Linked DNA regions of Hordeum vulgare: region 2 is linked to region 1. The links are chromatin contacts, called in public Hi-C maps. All regions are on one chromosome and are shown on one strand. Each heading gives the region's core, a stretch centred on a gene start, on an enhancer-like site or on the middle of the called end of the contact. The rest is flanking DNA. Distances are from core to core; before and after follow the strand shown.

Evidence for each region. Hi-C and Micro-C count contacts between places; a contact is called where the count stands out from the background.
Region 2: a Hi-C map of leaf shows a contact between it and region 1, with 4 times the contacts expected there. The contact joins the promoter of LOC123445196 here to the promoter of LOC123445193 in region 1. A contact is called at or near these places in 3 of 6 Hi-C or Micro-C datasets (leaf and seedling) and 1 of 1 datasets of contacts at active chromatin or transcription factors (embryo).

The regions. Positions count from the first base shown.
Region 1 is chr3H:570,173,942-570,178,180 of MorexV3_pseudomolecules_assembly, forward strand. It overlaps LOC123445193 (subtilisin-like protease SBT1.5), which reads right to left and starts at 2,175. Exons shown (of 1, transcript XM_045122149.1): 1 at 1-2,175. The coding sequence starts at 2,077.
Region 2 is chr3H:570,357,820-570,362,058 of MorexV3_pseudomolecules_assembly, forward strand. It overlaps LOC123445196, which reads right to left and starts at 1,730. Exons shown (of 1, transcript XM_045122152.1): 1 at 560-1,730. The coding sequence starts at 1,597. The coding sequence ends at 707.

The sequences.
Region 1 (4,239 bases), core at 925-3,424:
GGATGAAGTGGGTCCTCATCTTCGCCTTCGCGCCGTCCGCCGTGAATGTGGCGGACAGGGACGGGTAGTTGAGGTTGCCGGCGTGGCCGGCGCGGCGCGCGCCGCGGCAGTCGGCCTGCCGCCGCGTGATGGCCCGGATGTTCTGCTCCGTGTAGTTGAGGTTGCAGAGGAAGTTGACGTAGTCCATGGGCGCGATGTCGTAGACGAGGCCCGGGTCCATGGCGCGCATCGGGTCCACGTGCCCGGCGCCGAAGTCGAACACGCCCGCCACCTTGCCCGTGGACTCGTCGGTCATGGTGCCGTTGCTGTTGTCCCTGGTGTAGGCCGTGGTCATGAGCGCCGACTTGATGGCCGCGGGGCTCCACGTCGGGTGCGCCGCCTTAAGCAGCGCCGCCAGGCCGGAGATGTGCGGGCAGGCCATGGACGTGCCGGAGAGGATGTTGAATTCCGTGCGCCGGCCGTCCGAGGGGATGCCTGCCGGGCCGACGCCGCTGGGCCACGCGGCGAGGATGTTCAGGCCGGGGGCTATCAGGTCCGGCTTGAGTGTCTCTGGGGATTGGGGGTTCGGGCCACGCGCCGAGAATGCTGCCACCACCGGCGCTGGGTGCACGCCGAGGTGAGTGCCTTCGAACAGGATGGTGCCCGTGGCTGGCTTCTGCGGGCTGGACGACGCGATGTACTTACGGAGCTTCTCGCCGGAGGCCGCGCCTACGGCGGTGGCTGGCAGGACGTGGCAGTCGGCTACGAGGCCCTCCCCGTCGAACGCCCCATTGGCGAGCACCATCCCGGCAGCGCCCGCGCGGTGAACCACGTCGCCCTTGGCGGCGCGCGAGTTCACGCCGCGGTCGCACACCACGATCTTTCCGCGCACGGCCGCCTGGTCCAGCGACCCGTCCAGGCACGTCGACGCGGAGTAACTGGTTGCCCCCGCGTATACCAGCTCGTACATTTTGCCGGATTGGAGCACCGGCCCGCCGTACACGCTCACGCCGTCGAGCACTTGGCCGTTGCCGAGACGCACGTTGGCAGGGAAGGCGCGGTCCATGGACCCAGCGCCTACGGTGGTCATCCAGGGCGCCACATTGGTCACAGAGAGATCTCCTGGACCGCCATTGCCGGCCGACGCGGACACAACGATGCCAGCCTCTGTCGCGCCGAACGCCCCAATCGCGATGGCGTCGAGGTAGTACGGCACCACGGCACCGCCGACGCTGAGAGAAACAACGTCGACGCCGTCAGCGACGGCGGCATCGAAGGCTGCGAGGATGTCGGAGTCGAAGCAGCCGCCCACCCAGCACACCTTGTACGCGGCGAGGCGCGCCTTGGGCGCCATCCCGGAGGCGACGCCGCGCGCGTAGCCGAGGGTGGACGCCGGGAACACGTAGCGGCCCGCGGCGATGGACGCCGTGTGGGTGCCGTGTCCGTCGTTGTCGAGCGGCGACCTGACCTCGGCGGTCTCGTTCATCCGGCCGGAGGTGGCCTCGTAGCCCGCGGAGAAGAAGCGCGCCCCGACGAGCTTGCGGTTGCAGGAGCCTGGCGGGAACCCGGGCCCGGACGCGCACACCCCGCGCCACCTGGGAGGCACGGGGCCGAGCCCGCGGTCGCGGAAGCTGCGGTGCGCGGGCGAGATGCCGGTGTCGATGACGGCGATGACGAGGTCCGAGCCGAAGTCGGAGTCCGCGAGGATGGCCGACGGCGGGGAGGAGAGCATCCCGAGGAACCGCGGCGAGCGCGTGGTGGCGAGGCGGCGGACGCGCTCCGGCAGCACGGCCGCCACCCCGTGGGCGCCGGCCAGCGCGGCCGCGGCAGACGGCGACATCCGCGCGGAGAAGCCGTGGAGCGCCGACGAGTAGGTGTGGATCAGCGGGCCGCCCTCCGGCCAGCCCCCGCCGGCCCCGGACGCCGCCAGCACCGCCGACTCGTACCAGTGCGCGTGGGTCGGGAAAGCCGACGGCTTCGCGTCGGCGTCCACCCGCACGATGTACGTCCTCTCCCCTCCCGTGTCCTCCCCCGCGCCAAGGCGCACCCTGGCGGCGAGAAGGAGCGGCAGCAGCAGCAGCAGCAGACGGCGCGGCATTGCGCGATGGCGGATCGGGGCAGGATAGGGGAACAGAGCAGGGAGTGGAGTGGAGTGGAGCGGCGAAGGGGAAAGCGCGCAGCGGCTCCGGGTAAAGGTCAAGGAGACAGCGCGGTGGTGCCGTGGCGTACGATGGGAGCAGAGACGCGGTGTGGCTCTGGCCCGCTGGGCCGGACCGGACTGAAGTCATGTTGCAGAGAGGTGGTGGCGGTGGGTTTGGATGGATTTGGCGGGCCGACCCCGCCGTGTGGGTGGGTCAGCACTCGCTTGGACTCTTGATATCGGTTGTTCGTTACCGCCTTTTGTTGGTATTTGTACGCGCCCCCACTCGGAGAAAAAGCTTGTTTGTACGTCCAGACGTGTGTTGTTTTTGCCTGTCACGGGTTGAAAAACCTGGACGTTTGTACTCGGAGAGTAGGCACGCTTTGGTAACTGCTGCGCTAGCAGTAGACCAGTAGCACCTTATGGCAGAGTGATTATCTTCTTTTTTACAAACCAAGACAACGGAGCAAACAAAGATAACCGCATACATATATATGTTCTCTGGTAAAAAAAAACTAGGGTTAAGAAAAGAGCTAGCGTCTACTTTGTTCTCCGGGAAGTGCTGCAATTGCAATCTCAAAATTTGTACCCCGAACATATTGGAACAAACCAAGACAATAGAGCAAACAAAGATAAATGGAAATGTTCACACTTTTAAGGAAAACGTTTTCCTCATGCCGACGGATTGCACATGAAGGATCTATCGTCTTGTATGCCTGCCACGTGCCATGCTAGCTGCAAGCTTATCTTTTTGGTCAATGCGTTTTTATCCCACTAGCAAACAAACCCGTGCGTTGCAACGTAAGAGAAAATAACACACGCTTTGAACACAATATATTTTCATATGGCATCACATTTGTGTTGTCGACGATTGCCTCAGTGCTCACACAACGAAAACGTGTTTAAATGTACAGTCACTCGGAATAAGATGAGAAATATGTTGTTTCTTCCCACGAGATTTTTCAAAGGTGTGCATGTGTGATTAACGATGTTTTCTTTCCTGTGAATTTGATTTTAATTTAATGGATATTTATTGCAATTCGTATGGTCGCCGGAAAGAGAGGAAAAAAGGACCGTGCATTACAGATTAAGTTTGCACCCAAAATAATATTTAAGAAATATTCAACAGCTAAAAATAGCATCCTATTTAGATTCTACACATTTTTTCAATCAAATTTCATATATAACATGTTAAAATCGGAGTTACGGTTTAAAAGATATGGATAATTTTGTTTTAGATAAAATATGGATTGATTAACTAAAAAGTCAGGTTTTTTTTTGTTAAAATAAAAAAACGTTTTGGCTGACTTAAATAGGGATGGCGGGTTTATTACCTGAAACATCAGGATTTTTCTGAAAAATGCAAAAAAAAACGGTTCGGCTGGGACTAAAAGATGGACCGCGGGTTGATTATCTAAAATTGTGAGGACTTTTCTGCAAAATGACAAATAAACGGTTCGTTCTGACTTAAAATTGGACTGCGGGTTAATTACCTGAAACTGCGAGGGCTTTTATGCAAAATGACCGACGACGGACGCAGAAGCGCTGCGCGCTTTATTATTAGGGGAGATTCATTGGTACGTCCGTCTTCATTCATCTTTGTTTTTCTCCATCGCTTTGACTCTCTGCTCCTCTTTTCTGCAACATGATCTCTGTTGCACAAATATTTTATAATATGATCCGTGTTGCAAAATTTTCTGTAGCAAGGTCTATGTTACAAAGATTTCCGCAACATGATCTTTGTTGCAAAAATAGAGGACCACATGCGACCGCTAGATTGCGACATCTGGTGGTGATCCGCCGACCGTTGTTTTAGAATGTTTCTGCAATATGGTCGTTGTTTCTGTAACCTGATCGTTATTTCTACAACGCGACTGTTGTTTCAGAAATTGTTTTTACAACATGGCCATTGTTTCTATGACAGGACCGTTGCATGGTGACGCTGGGCGTAGGTCTGTCAAAGAGGAAACTACACATGCGGCGGAACCTAGGGTTTCATGATTTTTTCAGAGTGGAACAGAGATGTTGTTTCAGAAATTAACCCAGGCTTCTTGATGAGATCTCCTCGAAGACGACAGTTGAGCTCCCGCACACCTGCGGCGGGCTGATTTTGCGATGGG
Region 2 (4,239 bases), core at 480-2,979, 180 kb after region 1:
GACAGCCCCGTTGTTTCCCTCACGCTGCTACGGGCATGCTGTTACACTTGCTTACCTACTAATCTTGTTTATAAGCCTGAAATGCAGAGAGAGAGAGAGAGAGAGAGTGTGTATAGAGAGAGCAGCAGCAGCAGTACATCGGTGAACGCCATGTGGTGCTTATGAGGGTCCTTGAGGAGACAAATATCGTACGAAAGATCACACCCCGAGAATTCCATCTCGCTCGATTCGTTCGGGATAACACTAAACATATCTTGCTTGCTTGGTCGATCGCGTTGTTAATATTAATTACTAGCAGTACGATCTCTCGTCGCCGACAGGTAGCCACCGCAGAGAGATAAAGTAATGCCCTGTCATTCGACCCATGCTAATCCGGCTACACCTGCCCGCCGCGTCCACCATTTCATGGCTCCTTTTCCATCCTTCTTTTATTTTTTTCATTCTGCTGTTAAATCTTTGTGCACGCCTTTATGTTTCCAGCTGACCAAGATCCATAGTTTAATCGTGCCACTGTCATGGCTGGTTGAACGTTGACGATTTCGATCGTGTGGATGGTGGATGGATGGAAGAACAATTTGCTCTTTTTCATAATCAACTAGACCAAAAATGTTTGTACAAAAAGAACGAACTCGAGGCCCGCTCGAACCGACCGATCATCTTCTCTCTACTACATCTATGGCGTCGATCTTCCGGGGACGCCTAGGAGCTACTTGATCCTCGCCGCCGGCGTGGTGGCCTGGGACGGGAAGAAGCCGACGGCGCGGCACTTGATGACGTCCATCCCTGTGGCGCCGGCCGCCGGCATTGCCCCGGAGGACGCCGACGAGGTGGACGGCGACCGCTTGTAGGGGCCGAGCCACTTGGCGAGCATGTAGCGGCTCTTGCGCCACGGCGGCACGTGCAGGCCGTGCGACCGGAGCGACCGGCGCGCGGCGTCGGCGGCCACGCGCACGGCTCGGCCCACGGCCTCCTCCCGCGCGACGACGACCTTCGCCGGCACCGCGGCCACGACCACCGCGTACTCCGCCGTCGCGCGCGCCACCTCCAGCCCCGCCCGGAAGTCCGCGTCCACAATGTACCTGCTTCGCTTCGCCGCCTTCGCCGCGGCCGTGCTCGTGCCGGGCACGACCACGTCGATGTACTCGTACGTCCCGGCCGTCAGGCCGCCGCACGTCTCCCAGCGCGACGTGCACACGCCGGCGTCGTACCCGGCGGCACGGAGCCGCCGCATCACCGCGCGCCTGAACGCCGCGCCGTGGCCACGCAGCGGCGCCTCCGCGTCGAGCGCCGCGGACACGGCGGCCGCCAGCCTGATCCGGAAGGGGTCGTCCGCGGCCGGCGGGTCGAGCAGCCCCCGCACGGACGCGGCCGCCTCCGCGGCGCCATCGGCATCGTCAGAGTCGTACCCGTCCCGTCCTTTCGGGGCCGGGCCGGGCGCCTCGTCCCCTTGGCCGGCGGCGGGGTCCGTCTCGAGGAAGGCCTGGACGAGGTCGGAGAGGCAGGCGGAGGCGTCGTGGTCGCTGCCGCTGCTGGTGCAGCCCCCGTCCCCGCGGAGGCGCGCGCGCACGGCGTCGTCGAGGCGGATGTACACGGCCATGCCTGCCTGTATCTGTACGTCTATGTCGTCGTCGTCGCCGGCGAGCGAGCGAGCGAGAGCGCGCTCTCGGCTGCGTGTGTGCGCGCGCGTTGTGGCTGGAATGGAGCTCGGAGACTGCGGTGTGCGGTGCCGGGAGGACAGAGGTTGACAGTCGCGGGGCGCGGCTTTATAGGGTGGTTGGGCGAAGGGTTTATTCGGCGGATTAACCCTTGGGTGACGCGCGGATTGATTGCCATTGTTTCTTTCTTCTGGACGCCGCGGGCTGCCTGTGAGAGGGTTCAGCCCTGGAATATGCTGCTCCGGTCCGGTGCTACGAGGTTAGGCGCCCAAAATAGTCACGTCAAAAGCTATTTAATCGCGCCTCGTTTGTTTGTGAGTTGATTGACTGATGGATGACGATGGTAAAGGGAAACGTTTACTAGTGGCTAATCTTAATCATCTTCCAGCTCTGGACATGTTTCCCGCTGTTACAGTATGTGGTAAACACGTGGATACGATCGTGCGTGCCAGTGAACGCGACATGTACGTTTTCGTTTATGACATCCTTGTAGAAAACACGGTACGAAGACGATAACGATCGAGGGAAAATGGCGGTGGTGATGGCAGTGGTAATTTGGTGTCGTGTTTTGAGTAGTACCGCGTCTCTTGTTCTAGAAGGAGGTGAGGTTCAAAAGCTTTTTAGGTGACCCCTCCTTGACCGCGAACGAGCGGGTTCACGGGTAGCAGCATATTCGCTGGGCGATTAGGCGGAACGTCTTCTCGTTGAAACTTTCACGAGTGCCCCGTGTCTTCAAAGGAATTGGATTTGGGACGGGGCATCAACGTAGCAGGCAGGCAGCAGACAGGGGGATATACCCGAGCCGGGGGGGCGGCCCCGTTCCTGTTGGTTCCGGATATGGATATGCCGCGGCATCACTGTGGCGGGGTCCGGGCGGCCCTACGGCGGGAGGACGGGCGATGGGGTTTCGTTTCACTGGGCCATGTCAGCACGTGCGGCTGTGTGCCGGGAGCGTCGCCCCGGGACGGCTTTGGCCCTTGGCGGTGGCGTGGGGACGTCGCCGTGGGACGGGACGGGACGGAAAGGGACGCCCCTCCCTTCCTTCTCTCCGCGTCGAGTCTTCCCGGCCCGATATCTTTTTTTTCTTCTTTTGCGAATTTATACGTACTGGACGTCTTATCTTATGCAGTACTCCTACTTGCCTGCGAGGTAAAGGCACGTACGTACGTACGTACGTACGAGACATGTGCGCATGCGCGCGTTGCGGCATTTCTTGCGCGGCGGGTTGGGAGATTTTTCCTGCACGTAGCAGTAGCGCTCTCTCTGACTTCGTGTGTGCTCAACCGGGTCAACCGGTAGGCGGTAGACGAGGCTCGCCAGCTTTTCTTCTCCCTCGTTTGAAATGGGTCAACCGGTAGACGAGGCTCGGAGAAGCCGAGAGCACATGCCTGGCTCGCCAGCTTTTCTTCTCCCTCGTTTGAAATAGTGGCGGCTTGGCTTGGCTTGCCTTGGGCAGCTTCTGGGACGGGTTCAGGAGCCAGGGGAACCAAAGCGTGCTGCAAACTGGGTTTTATTTCCTTTCCGGCCTGCTGCTGATTTTTCCGTTTCCGTCGAGGGCAAGGGGCGGGCGTAGGGTGTACGGGAATTATTTTTTCCCGTCGTAGGGCAACGGGCAGGACCCGATACATCGACCCGCCGTTCCACCTACGTGCTCGGCCACCGGTTTTGCTGGCTGTGGCCGTGGTTTGCCTCTCCCGAACCAACCCAAGCTCCCAAGGGCCATAAGCCAAATGGGACCTGCCTTTTCATTTCCTTTTTCCGAGGCAAATGGAAGTATGGAAGCCACAACTTGTCAACCTGGTACCCGTTTCCATCTTGAACGTATATAAAATCTTGAATATGTATTTGTGTTGCACGTGTATTACAGTTGTGGCCAACCTTCAAGTCTTGTATAGTTGAGGTAGAGGCATTCCTTTGTATTATATATACGTGCACCAGCATCCCTAATGAGATATCACATTACAATTCATCTCTCTAGATGATATCAGTTCTTTCGATCCAATCCTAGGGTAGCCGCCGCCGCCGCTGCCGTCGCGCCTCCCCGCGCCGCCGCCGCCGCCGCGCCCCACCTCCTCATCTACTCACTACCGCCGCCGCCGCCGCCGCCGCGCCCCACCTCCTCATCTACTCACTACCGCCGCCGCCGCCGCCGCGCCCCACCTCCTCATCTACTCACTACCGCCGCCGCCGCCGCCGCGCCCCACCTCCTCATCTACTCACTACCGCCGCGCGCCCCTCCTCTTGCTTCCCTGCGCCGCCGCCGCCGTATCGCTTTCGCCCTCCTTCTCTACAACCACGCACCTGCCTACCAGCTTGCGCGATCGCGCGCCTGCCCGCACGCTCGCCCGCCCGCCTGCCCCGATCGGTGTCACGCGCGCGCTGCGCCTGCCCGCTCGCGCCGCGTCGTTCCCCATTGCAGCCGCGCCTCGCTACTCCTCTCCAACCCTAAAACCTAGCCGCTTCCCCACACATCGCCGCCATGTCGTCACCCCACTCCACCGGCTCCTCCACCACCCACTCCTCCAACCCGTTCGCTGGTCCTGAACCCTCCGCCGCCGCCATCCGTGACCTCAACATTGAGGCC